Regions from separate parts of the Mus musculus genome. Here regions 2, 3 and 4 are each linked to region 1. The links are chromatin contacts, called in public Hi-C and promoter capture Hi-C maps. All regions are on one chromosome and are shown on one strand. Each heading gives the region's core, a stretch centred on a gene start, on an enhancer-like site or on the middle of the called end of the contact. The rest is flanking DNA. Distances are from core to core; before and after follow the strand shown.

What was found. Promoter capture Hi-C pulls out the DNA fragments that hold promoters and counts their contacts. Hi-C and Micro-C count contacts between places; a contact is called where the count stands out from the background.
Region 2: a contact with region 1 is called in a Hi-C map of cerebellum, with 2.2 times the contacts expected there. The contact joins two enhancer-like sites. A contact is called at or near these places in 4 of 484 Hi-C or Micro-C datasets (cerebellar granule neurons and cerebellum).
Region 3: a contact with region 1 is called in a Hi-C map of cerebellum, with 1.8 times the contacts expected there. The contact joins two enhancer-like sites.
Region 4: a promoter capture Hi-C map of hippocampal neurons shows a contact between it and region 1, with 4 times the contacts expected there. The contact joins two enhancer-like sites. A contact is called at or near these places in 1 of 39 promoter capture datasets (hippocampal neurons), 2 of 484 Hi-C or Micro-C datasets (cerebellar granule neurons and cerebellum) and 1 of 115 datasets of contacts at active chromatin or transcription factors (embryonic fibroblasts).

What each region holds. Positions count from the first base shown.
Region 1 is chr2:138,586,092-138,589,302 of GRCm38.p6, reverse strand. It overlaps Gm14061 (a long non-coding RNA gene), which reads right to left. Exons shown (of 6, transcript XR_866782.2): 3 at 1-169. Among named protein-coding and RNA genes, the nearest start is that of Gm14061, 6.6 kb to the right of the region's middle. Within about 2 kb of position 1,687, at least 13 of the 459 cell types and tissues checked have an H3K27ac peak or open chromatin away from gene starts, as enhancers often do. A contact at or near this core is called in cerebellar granule neurons, cerebellum and hippocampal neurons, where this site is marked.
Region 2 is chr2:139,275,743-139,278,975 of GRCm38.p6, reverse strand. It overlaps Gm14066 (a long non-coding RNA gene), which reads left to right. Exons shown (of 6, transcript XR_375033.2): 4 at 1,121-2,239. Among named protein-coding and RNA genes, the nearest start is that of Gm14066, 30 kb to the left of the region's middle. Within about 2 kb of position 1,260, at least 18 of the 459 cell types and tissues checked have an H3K27ac peak or open chromatin away from gene starts, as enhancers often do. A contact at or near this core is called in cerebellar granule neurons and cerebellum, where this site is marked.
Region 3 is chr2:139,309,421-139,312,758 of GRCm38.p6, reverse strand. No RefSeq gene overlaps it. Among named protein-coding and RNA genes, the nearest start is that of Gm14066, 4.2 kb to the right of the region's middle. Within about 2 kb of position 1,273, at least 10 of the 459 cell types and tissues checked have an H3K27ac peak or open chromatin away from gene starts, as enhancers often do. A contact at or near this core is called in cerebellum, where this site is marked.
Region 4 is chr2:138,032,389-138,035,530 of GRCm38.p6, reverse strand. No RefSeq gene overlaps it. Among named protein-coding and RNA genes, the nearest start is that of Gm14062, 160 kb to the right of the region's middle. Within about 2 kb of position 1,605, at least 24 of the 459 cell types and tissues checked have an H3K27ac peak or open chromatin away from gene starts, as enhancers often do. A contact at or near this core is called in cerebellar granule neurons, cerebellum and hippocampal neurons, where this site is marked.

The sequences.
Region 1 (3,211 bases), core at 438-2,937:
GAAGCCAGAGAGAGCTGGAAACGAGTTGATCAGCAGTGTGGTCTCAGCTGGAATCTGGCTCCGTTCAGACTCCTCAGCTACACAATGAATTTCTCCACAGTATGGTTTCAGCTAGAGGCCAGTGTGTAGGCTTTGTAATTCCAACATCATTAGTTGTCCATGACTGCCTCTGAGAAGTTAGGAGACAAAGGGATAACCTCTTATCAACTTTTACCTCTGGTTAAGATGGCCCTATCAGGTAAGGACATAGAATACAGGCGCCCAAGACCAGAAAAGGAACTAAGCAGGACCTCTCTATATACAGCATGAAGCCTCAGAGCTTTAAAGGAAGTACCCCAAAGTGAAAAAAAAAAAAAACAAACAAAATACTCCTTCTTTAGAGACATAATCTTAAAAGGCTTATGATGATGCCTAAACCGCTCTCTCTCTCAAACAGAAATTCTTTAGTCTTTAGTCTATTTCCATTCATTCCCAAATCAGAGCACATGGTGATTGGTAAAGAGAGCTCTTGAAGGATAGCTGAGTTGATCTCTGCCTGACGGGTAATTTAGTCCAACAGATGAGATGGTTCAGATCGTAGTATCAAGGAGATCTCTGTCACCAGTAATCTTTTGCAAATGACTTGCAGTGACTTGGAACAGATATCAATAGACTTGGGTGGATCCCATAAAATTACAAGAGACATTATCTTCATTCTCCCTATGGCTTTGATCAGGTTACATAGAAAGTAATCTTTGATGGGAAAAATTGTTGGTTTAATGTATTAATGGTGTGACCTACATAGGGAAATGAAATAGGAGTGGGTCCATTAGCTGAGTAAAGGTATATGTTCAGAGGTTAAAAAATCCTATGCACTCATAAGCCAGCAACTCTACCATTGTGAAACATTTCCCTGAGAGCACAAGCCACTAGTTCCTGGGTAATAGACCACAGATGGAAGCCAGGTTGGCTCAGTCTTGTTCCCAGGATAAAGCCCAAGATGTCAGTTTGAGATCGGATTACCGTGGAGCCAATCTTCAAAGTGTGATCATCCTATAGGCATTTTTGCTGATTGAGAACACTTAAAGGAGTCTTTATGGAAATGGGGGAGATAAAATAGAACTGGAGAAAACATTTTTTTATAATCTGAGTTGAGGCTAATATCACATGAAAGTTTGTTGGCCACCCGGTTATGTCCTGGAATTGAGGCAAGAGGCCAAGTTTTTATGCCCCAGTCATTGAATCACAGTAGGACATCATAAGCATTTCCTGGAGAGGCACATCTCTACAAAGAGCAGCTGGAAGGTACGAGCCTCCACCCCCAGTGCATCTGGTCCACCAGCCGGACAGAAGGGGCGAGGCAGGCACCAAACTGGCTCCATGCATCTTCCATCACTTCATGTGAATACCACAGGATCAGAGGCCTAATGCATAGCAGCCGAAGGAATTGCTTGGAAAGGAACAATCACAGCTCCCACCCACAGCTTCCATGTGGTCTGCTGTCTGCTTTTTGTTTTTTTGTTTTCTAGTGCCTCGAAATGTGAAATCGATCAAAGATATTTTTAAAAAATACGCTCCATTTTAGGTTATCTCTAAGGAAGCCAACCTTCAGTTCTCCAAGGAGGTTGCCAAAGCTATAGATATACTCTGTGTTCATTGAGGAGACTCGCAGCTTCAGCTAGAGCTGCTCCTTTCCAGTCTGTGAGGCAGAGCTCTGCTGGGAAAGCCTACTTGCTGGAGACCCCTGTCCTCAGCACTGTCTGTCCTCCTCCAGCAGGTCCTCACACTCAGGGATAATATTCTGGTTTGTTGCTATGGCTACCCTACTCTTGATGGCCACTGCGGGCTTTAAATAGCCATCCAATGCACTGTTGGGTAACATTTTGTTGTGCTTCCCCCACCAACCCCATGAGTCTTTCCCCCTTCTCTTATCATTGCTGAAATTCAAATGTTTTTTTAATGAGTTTTAAAATATTTGCTTTAAAAAGGAAAGGCCCCAGCAGAAGGCAGAAGGCAGAAAGCAGCTAAATGCAAAAATGGCAGTCATAGTACTACAACTGCAAAGTTCCTCAAAGCTCTAAATAACCCGTACCTATCCTGTTTTACCAGAGGCCCTTTTGTCTGTGAGAGGTTCTCTGGGCTGGTAGTCAGAGCCACAGGAAAAAGAGAATACTGAACCATGTACATGCTCCCAGCCCTAGAAATGACAAGATCCTCATTTTCAAAAACTGATTTATGTATTTTTAATGTGTCCATTTGTGTATGCCTCTGTGCAGATTCTGTCGTCAGAAGGCAGAGGAGGCTGTCTGAGCTGTAGCTACCAGATGTGGGTGCTGAGAGAATCAGATCCTCTGTAAAAGCAGAATATACTCTTATTTGCTGAGCTATCACCCCCATTCTAAATAAAATCTGTCTGACAACTTGTTTTATAGCCCATTAAAGAATATGAACAGTTAGCAAAACAACAACAACAACAAATCACATGTGTGAACCTGTCTGACATGGTAGTATAAGGGCCGCACTCTGGAGGCTGGGGCTGGATGATTTCAAGTTATAGGCTGCTGTGTGACAGACCTTTCCTAAGAAGACACACCACACAAGGCTATTTACCCAGGAAAGGGAACACGTAACACACCAAAGGAATGGCTGTGACAAATTCAATTTTGTGAACTAATGGGTTTTTATTGTATTACTAACAGGAGTATGGGAGAGGGATTACTTACAGGTACTTACTCAAAAGCAGCTACATCACTGAGAAGCCCACCCCACGGTGTGTGAAGACCCACTAAAGATACAGCTCTGAAGCTTTCTGCACAGCTTATTGGCTGCTCCACTCTGGATATCTCTTCGCATTGCAGTTTGGCAGTTCGAATCCCCTCTTCCCCTCATCCATCCCTTTACAGATGTTTATCCCTTTTGATACTACTGGGGGGGGGGCTCTCAAGAATCTTTCAAATGTATGTTCTAGCAATGTGACTTTCACTTCATCTCCTGTAACTCATGAAGAAACATTTCAACTCACTGGGAATGTTTTAATTCAAAGGAAAGCACCGAACAACTCAGGCCAGCCTGAACTACAGAGTAAGAGTTTCTGGTGTACAAAAGTTTATAAAAAAGAAGTCCAAAGCAGATTCTTTAAGTCACAGATCATATCTCCTTAGCATTTTCTGTTTCCATGGATACCGTTTGTGTATCTTTGCCTGGTTGTAGAAGCCTGTCCTGACACACAGGT
Region 2 (3,233 bases), core at 11-2,510, 690 kb before region 1:
TTTCTCTAGAATCGAGTATGTGGCCTATTTACCAAAGTGAATCTCAAGAACCTTTGCTGGAATTATGAGAAATAAGTGTGTTCCTTTGCTACAGTGAGCACATCAACTAGTGCACAAGCCTGGCCATGTTGATGGATGCATTCATAGCTACTTCCTTAGGGAGTTTGCTTCCCAGTGATGCTTATATAGAAGAAAGCACCAAAAGAAAAGCCAAGCCAGATTCCAAATGACACATTTGAGTTAGAAACCTATGCACCTTTCATCATGTAGCCCAATGTGTTCTTGTTTTTCCTTGAAACATTTTATTTTGCACTTCAAATTCAATATCCATATACATTTCCTAGGGATCTCTCTGTAATGTTGAATTTGACTTAGGACAGTTAGGATGGATTTTGATTTGTCATCAGGGCATGAGGTAATTCTCATGGATGATGATATTTGATGTATCAGGGCTTAAGTGTCTACACCATTTTGCACAATGGAAATTACTTTTTAGCATGTCACTGCTTGTTTAAAGTGGTAGCCATTAAAGACGCCACTCTTTTGTAGGCAACTTCTTTGTGCACTTGTGCTGTACGCTTCCATGTGCCTGTGTGCACTTGTGGAAGCCAGAGCATGCTGTTGGGCATCTTGTTCTGATGCTCTCTGCTTTACTCTCCTGAGACAAGGTCTCTCCCTGAACCTGGAGATAGCCCCTCTCCATTTTAACACTGCTGAGGTTTTAGGTACACATGGCTTTTCATGTGGTTGCTGGGGAGACCAACTCAAATTCCCCATGCTTATACAGCAAAGTATTCACTCACCAGCCCCAACTTCTGTACTTTTGAGTTAATTTTTCTTAAGAGGGTCACAAAGAAGGGACAAGTGAGCAGTGCGTGAAGGCCAGATTGACAGCCAGTGAAATAACTCAGTAGGAATCGTAGGCTCCAGAAGGTTCATCCTTCCTTCTCCAACTCTTGAAGCCCAGATTCATCTTATTGGAAGCATTTAGTGCAACATAGCCTGTCTCTGCTTGGGACCTGGGAGAATTACTGCCCACGCTTCCTTCAGGGTCCACCCTGCTGTCCAACAGAATGGCTATCCCACCTGGGCTGTGATCTAATTTATTTTCTTTCCTCAGTTCCAGGTTTCTGAGAGCTAGTGCCGGTAACAGAAGCAGCACCATTGCTTTGCCGTATCGGAAGCTGGCTGTGTGCTGACAGCACTGTGTGGTTCCGGATGAGCTCTGCCTGGTTCCCTGCCTGGTGACTCAGTGAGCTGGTTTCTCTGTAACGGGAGCATATGCCCCATGCATGCTGTGTTAGCAGATTATTAATAACCACACAGAAGTACTGAAGCAGGCACGAGCATCTCATCTCTCTGTAAGCGTATCACTTTCAAATCCAGATCCTCTCCTAATCTGTTCATGGACTCTTCTTGACACAATCACTTTTCATATAGAAATGATGCATGTCTCTAATGTTCTAGTACATTGTCTCTGAACCTCGCTTTCTTTGTCTTCATCAAGTGTTCGTCAAGCAGCGTGGCATTACTTGATCTCAGGAGTATTTTTCCTCAATAATGTTAAATGTGGAGAATCCTATCCAGTCTGTCTCTACAACAGAGGATTTCAACCTGTGTGGCGAGAAGCCACAGAGGTCAAATGACCATTTCACAAGGGTAGCTTATAAGCTATCCTGCACATCTGTTGTTTACATTATGATTCATAACAGTAGTGAAGTTACAGTTATGAAGTAGCAATGAAATAATTTTATGGGTGGGAGTCACCACAAGATGAGGAATACAAGGTCAACGCATTAGGAACGGTGAGAACCACTGCTCTGCAATCTTGAAGATGACGAAGGAAGTTTGTTATTTTCTATTTCAAGAGGCAAATGCTACTTTAATTTTTTTTTATTACTTTATAGCCTCAGGATGAGTACATGATGACAAAGGTAACAGAGCTAACACCAGCAGCCAGAAAGAATAAATAAGTCAATCTAATCAACAAATATCTAGAAAATTGCTAGATTCCTGCTGAAGTTATGTTTTATTAGCATTGAGAAGGAATGATAGCTTGAACGTAGTCTTTAGACTAGAAAGTGACATTTACAATACTTGCCATATGAGGTCCTCTTTTGAAGCCATTGTAAAAGCTGAATAAGCAGCCATGTGTGAGGAACAAAGATGGCGTTGTGTCAAGACAGACTTGTTCTCGTGTCTCAGCAGGCTTCTGGAAGCTTCTCCTGCTGGCTGAGAGGTGGGTATCAGGGAATGCACACAATATTTCGCTCTATTAAGAAATTTTTAACCAGTAGCTAAAATATTTTATAATACCATTATGCATTGCATCTTGTATAAAAATATGTTCGACTTGATTTACTGGCTCTCCTGTCAAGCAAATATATAAGAAGGGAGAATGAGCCCTGGATATGCCAGGAAGGGAAAGAAAAATGGACTTTTCTCAAAATTATTTTGGCTTTATTCCAGATAAAAGGCCTTTAATTTTCCCTTAGATAAGAAGAAAATCACCTTATCAGTCTCTCAACATTTGTTAAGGACTCCCTTTTATAATACACAAATAGAACCTTTGTTGGCAAAGAGCAGAGGCTGGGATTAATAGATTGTGAAAAGACAATATTTCCTGAAAGAGGAAGGCATTTTTCCTTTAGAGTTTTGAGATTACCCAAGGGGGATTTGCTGCTGGCAGCCAAATAGTTCTATAGGAATTATTAGGGCAGTGGAAGGAACATTTGTGGGAAATGTCAAAGTGATAACTGCAGAGGGACGACCAGAATGTTACTCATTGTGGCAGAGTTGTCCTGATCACTACATGTACCATTACTGTCCTGGAAAAGACTTTCCTGAGGGTTTATTATTTATCAACGATTTAAAGGAGAAATCTACTGTTCATGGCTTCCATATAAACACAGCTACTATGTATGACTTAGTGCTGCTTTCAAGGAAAATGTCACCGTTCTTTACAGAAAAAGTCATTGTACCAGGAATGGTTACAGATGCTTGTATATTTCCTAGGTCTTTCTTTAAGTCTATGTGTCTTCACCTGGTTAGACCTTTACCAAGTCACACAGAGATTAGTTGGCCTGAAGTTCTGGCCTCCATTGCTATATTAGTTGTGTTAGGGTTTTCCGAAATTAGAGGTGTTGGCATCTACTCCCATTTTTAATGGCATATGCTTGGGAAATTTATTTTGACTGTGAAATTAGGGGCTCTGGTTCTCTGGCTGTGTCATG
Region 3 (3,338 bases), core at 24-2,523, 720 kb before region 1:
CAAATTGCTAGTATTGCTAAGGTTGAGATTTTTTTTTTTTGTTTATTTGTTTGTTTAAAACAGGGTTTCTCTATGTAGCTTTAGCTGTCCTGGGACTCATTCTGTAGACCAAGCTGGCCTCAAACACAGAAATTTGTCCTAAAACACAGTTGAGTTGAACAGTGTAGACTCAGCTAAAGCTTTCTCTTTTAATCACATGATTTTCTCATTTGAGTATTATGAAATACCACTATGGCCTCCTTATTGAGAACACTATAAAGAAGTTTGTAGTTTGTGAAATAATAGAAGAGTGAGCAAATATTCTTGTTTCATCCTGATGTGGCCAGTTTGGGCTACTCCATTGATTCTGGTCTCAGTCACAGGCTTATGGTTACTAACTGAGTATTAGATGTGATATCAGACAAATTCTCACCCAGGCATGTATGATTCGGCTTGTCTTCGACTCTGCTGTTATTTGCCGTTAAAACCTCAAATAAGTGCAAGAGATACATTTGGATCACATCCAAACCAAGGTCAAGCCTTGTCCAGCTGATGTGCAGTCCAAAGTAGAGCCGTCACTAAGCCCAGCTGAGGTCAGCATAGATGCAGACCTGCAAACTTGTAGATGATAGATGCTAATCCCTGTAAAGACAGTTAATTACTATCAATGTGTCAGTAGCTGACACACATGATACCTGGAGTGTTTCCTTAGATTCTCTAGTGTTTATGTATAATGGCTTCTTTACTGGTCTCAGAAAGCAAAATGAAACAAAAGAAACAAATCAAGCAAAAGCAAAATAATTTCTACAAAATATAACAACACCATCAACTAAGAATATTTCACCCTAGGGTCTGGATTCTACAGTGTTTATTCTCAGGTGGAACTTTCTGGGAAGCTATTCATTCATTATCTGTGATCCCATCACACAGCACAGTCTTCTGTCTTTTTTTTCCCTTTCCACAATGCTTATTTGTAATGTGTTTATTGATAGGTTTACTAAGCAGAGGAACTTTGGGGGCAGAAACCATGACATGTGAGCCATCTGTTGTGGCATATGTGCTAGTTAGTTACTTGCTTCTTGGCAGTGTCATAATTGTGATGTAAAGACTTGAGTGGAATAAGGAAATTGTGCTGACTTAGCATTTGTATCATTTATATCCACATATCCATGGCTTATGTTATGAGGGTGAGAAAAAAAGATCGAAATAAATTAGTTAGTGAGAACCTGCTGGGTCTGAGGGAAGACTGGCCTGGAGAAGGGCCTTGCACAGATGGCAGAATATCTGCTTCATGTGCTGTGTGAGCTCACAGAGGGGCTGCTTCCCTGACAGCTGGTGGTAGTGCTGAGCCAGTGCATTTCTAACACTAGATGCAAAATTGTGAGCAAAAAGCCAGTGTTGACACTGTAAAAAAATCATTTTACCTGGAGAAAAATGTGGAGACATACTTGCTTGTAATAAACCACAGAGAGAGTTTTAGTGTATTCTTTACCCAAATTTCCCCAGTAATGGTGTTTAACAAAGTTTTAGCACAACAAAGGTGTTAACATTGATGCAATCAGACACAAGGCATTTTCAGCATCAAAGACTCCCTCCTCTGGTAAAAGAACAGTGTGTCTGAAAAAGTCATAAGATACCATATTATCATGTATCAACCTAAAGCTACATATCTCACATAAGTATACGTGCACAGTATATGTATGCTGTTTAAATGAACATATCCTGTCTAGGCTGACAAAGCTCCCTCCAGGAGCTGGAGAATATTACACAAAAATCACAACATTAGGCATGAAAAGACTCCTTTGAGTTGTTGGTCAGTGTTGTACAAAAGACTCCTAAAACAGCTATTGCTGTTGCCTTTGGTTGCCCTCAGGGATGGAAAGAAAGCCCCTATTATTGAAGTCATCATGTACTTTGGATACAGAACACAGAGAACCCAAGCTGGATCTGACTAAAAGCCTCATTCTTGAAAACAAGTTTTCATGGTACCAGAGGGAACAAACCAATAGTCTTACCTAGCTATGGTGTCTATGAAGCACAACAACAACCCTAAGGGTGTAATAATACCACACATACCTTGGCAGTAACAACAGTTCTCTAGTTAGACTTAAGGCCTTTTCAACCAGAAATAAAGAATACTGAATATTTCTTTAAGTGTTTCTAAGTCATTTGAAATTCCATTATTGAGAGTTCTTTGTTTGTTCTTTGTTTAATGTGTACTCCATATTTTAATTCAATTACTTGTTTTTGAATACATATAGTTTCTTAAGTCTTTTAAAATATATTTTGATATTAGTCATCTATGGGGTGTGGTGTTGGTAAATTCTTTTCCCACTTGGTATGCTGCTGCTTTCTCCAAATGATCATGTCCTTTGTCTTACAGAAAAATTTCACTTTCATGAGGCTCCATTTATTAATTGTTGATCTTAGGTCCTGTGCTACTATTGTTACTTTGTCACTCCTGTGCCAATACATTCAAGACTATTACTAGTCTCTCTTTTTATCAGGTTTGCTATATCTGGATTTGTGTTGAGGCCTTTGATCCATTTGGTCTTGAGTTTTGTGCAGGGTTATAAACATGAGTCATTTTTCATTCTTCTACATACAGACATCCAGTTTGACTAGCACCACTTGTTGAAGATGATTTTTTTTTAGTGTGTATTTTTGGCTACTTTATCTAAAACCAGGTATCCATACATGTTTGGGTTTATGTCTGGGTTTTTAATTTGAATTCATTGATCACTATACCTGTTTGTATGTCAATACCATGCAGTTTTTAGTATTGGAGATCTGTAGTAGAAGTTGAAATCAGGGCCAGTTATATGCCCAAAAGTGTGTTTGTTTAGGGTTGTTCTAGCTATCCTGGGTTTTGTTTTTCCATATGAAGTTCAGAATTGTCACTGCAAGTTGTGTGTACATAATTGTGTTAGAATTATGATGGGGACTTCATTAAATCTGTAGATTGCTTTTGGTAGAATGACCAATATTTTAATCCTACTGATCTATGAGCACTAGAGATCGTTCTGTCTTTTGATATCTTCTTCAGATTCTTTCTTCAAAACTTGGAGTTTCATCATAAAAGTCTTTCACTTACTTGATTAGAGTTACCCCAAAATAATTTACGTTGTTGGTTGCTGTTGTGAGCTGTGTTGTTTCCCTTATTTCTTTTTCAGTTCATTTGTCATTTATGTATAGGAGGGCTACTGATTTTTCGGGAGTTAATTTTCTGTTTAGCTACTTTGCTGAAAGTGTTTCTCAGCTGAAGAAGTTCCCTGACAGAATGTTTGGGGATACTTATGTATACTATCATAACATCTGCAAATAGTGATACATGAACTTCTTCCTTTCCAATTTGTATC
Region 4 (3,142 bases), core at 356-2,855, 550 kb after region 1:
ATGAAGTATCCCTCCTGCGCCAGTCCGGAGTTTTTTCTCGTCCCGGATTTTCTCGTCCCGGAATTCGGCACCAATTGTTATTCGACGCGTTCTCACGACCGGCCAGGAAGAACACCACAGACCAGAATCTTCTGCGGCAAAGCTTTATTCTTACATCTTCAGGAAAAGAGAGCAAGAAGCAAGAGAGAGGGAAAAGCAAGAGAGCGAAAAAGCAAGAGAGAGAGAAAACGAAAACCCCGTCCCTCTTAAGGAGCATTCTCCTTCGCCTCGGACGTGTCACTCCTTGATTGGCTGCAGCCCATCGGCCGAGTTGACGTCACGGGGAAGGCAGAGCACAAGTAGTCATAAGATACCCTTGGCACATGCGCAGATTATTTGTTTACCACTTAGAACACAGGATGTCAGCGCCATCTTGTAACGGCGAATGTGGGGGCGGCTCCCAACAGAAGAAGCCAAGCATGAGTGTGATTTTGAGTGAAACCTCAACCTCAGCTTGATCCGACAAGGTCTCTGTAGCATAACTTTCATGTCAGTTTGTGCGTCCCAAAGGCAAAGGGGACAGGCATTTGACGTTCTGCAATAATAGGGTATCACGTATGAGCTCCTGTGGGACCAGACTTTGGGCATCTGTAATGCCTATGGGTGAAGGAAGCAGCTTTTAGTAGCAAAAGATGCAGAACCTGGGAAATGGAAAAACAATGTCCAAAAGAAAGATATATGGACATCTTGATTGACCACTAGTTCATGCCCATGCTGTGGAAACCCCTTCAAGGGGCTATAATGAACTTATTCATGGATGTCTTCTCTAGCCCACTGTTGTTGGTAGGTCACCTATTACTGTACTCTCTTGTAGAAGTGACTCTTCTAGAATCTGTCACTTCTGGTGCATAACACTAATTGAAAGGCTAGCATTTCAGAGAAATATGTCAGAGATAATATTTAAAAGATGCCATTCTGTCAGGCTTGTCGCTGGAGTGTGACATGACTACAGGAGCCCTGTTAGAAGTAATGAGCCAAGAGGAGCTCAAGTCGCTTGGTTCATTCAGCAGAGCGAGGCTCAAGGATTGAGCTAATATTATTACTGACCATAAATGTTGTTAGGGGGATGGAGAGGATGTTAACGCCACTAAGCATTACAATCAAATCTCAATAATGACCAGCGAAGCAGCCTAATAAATTGTAGATTATGTGTGCCATGCATATTCATTCTGTCAGAAACCTCAACTTCCTGGCTGATAGAATTTCAAGGGCTTATGCTACAAGCACTGGGCTTAAAGCCACATGTAGGAAAAGAAAAAAGATGATGAAGGAAAATAATGCTGAGAATTCTGACAGAATTATCTAAGTCTAGTGCCTTAGCTACTTCGTGTCCCCTGACGCCCCCCCACCCCCGCCAATTTTCCACTAATGTATATAAGAAAATGATGTAAAGGTGCAGAATTACTGCGGAGTAAGAAACCACAGCTTTGAACGTGAGTGTTGTGAATGCAGAACATCCTCCCGAATCCGTCCTGAGAGGATGGTTTCTGGTTTAGACTGGCTTCCTCTGTTGCTCGTCATGCACCATGGAACAGCAGGTCTCCCAGTCTCGTTTCTCTGGCTGCCAAGCTTGCCAAGCACATTTTGGAAAAATGAGAAGTTCCTGTCACTAAGAAAGAGGATGCCATGTGTGTGCATTTGTTAAAAATAAATCTGCTTTCACCAAATCTCATCCAGGAAAATCTAAGGAAAACCCTTCAGAAGAAATACTCTCAGAGTATCAATGATTTCCATGTTCTGAGCATCTCCCAGAAGCCATAGTTTCTTTTGAATTGACCTCTGATTTCTGAGGATTTTTAGATCTCTTTAGAGAAGTCCATTTTAGAGGGTATTTCTCCTTTCCTCAGGGTTTAAGACACCAGGCGACAAACAGCATCTTCCAGACGCAATTTCTTCCTCACTGGCCTCCCTTTGCCCAAGAAGATGCTGCCCCCTGGCGGCAGACAGGGGAACATGTACACACGTCTACATTTCCAACCCATCTTATTCTCAGATGAAAACAAGCAAACAGCCCTTGAGGCTTTTCTTTGCTAATATTAATTTTTTGCATAATAATATGACGCCCACTCACCTGTTTCAACTCACAATTTTTATCCCCAGGAAAATACAGAGGAAATGATTTACAGTAGTCACTGTATGTGGGCAGCATCCCTTCCAATGTTCCTACTACCAGGAACAAGGCCCCAAGGTTCAAGCTTCACCATGATGGTTGACTCTTTAAACATAGCTTTATTTCCTTCCAGTATCAAGGTCTGGACTTAGAAGAGAGGAGGTCGTCACCTTCGTGCCCTCACAGCAGTCTCCCACAGAAGCTAGCACAACCTAAAAGGACCCTTGTCTCTGTGAGCAAACTCAAAACTCAAGTGGGTGGCAGAACGGGGATATTACTCTGTCAAGGATGAGTCCTCACCTTCCTAGCCTTATGTGTGAGCCCCTCAAATCCTAGGAATCTATTAACTGCCTGGATTCCTGTTGACGAGGCTGAAGCGTCTGTCACAGTGCTCAGCCTCTCATTCTTCCCTAGGTCTCACAGGGGCTCCCGTGGCAGCTCATTAGGCAGCTACTGGTCTATTGGTGGGGATAAGGATCCCAGCCGGCACCCCCGAATGTTCTGGAGTTAATTCGATTATAAAAACAAACAAACAAACAAACAAACAAACAAAAACCCAAAGCAAACCAAAAGAAACAAAAGGAAGGAAAGGAAAGGAGACTCAGGCAAACCTGATTCAGGACTTCATTATTTCCATTAAAAATACAGGTTAGAAGCAAAGATTATTATTTGAGTAACTCACATTCTGGTGTTTCAAAGTTTTCTGAGAACCTCACTAGAACTAAAGAGTGGAACATTTTTGTGACAGTTTATTATTTTTCTGCTGGCTCTCCTCCCCTTGCCCTTCCTCATTGCTTTGGCCCCCTCTTTCACAGATATTGAAGACACATGTATGCCTGGTAGCCATGGGGGCCAAAAGAGGTTGTCCAAGGTCCTGGAACTAAGTCTGTGTCAGGAATATAACTGGGGTCCTCTGTAAGATAAGGAGTGCTCTAAAGTGCTGAGCTGTCTTCTGTGGTATTTAAAAATCGACATAATAATTGCATCATTTCC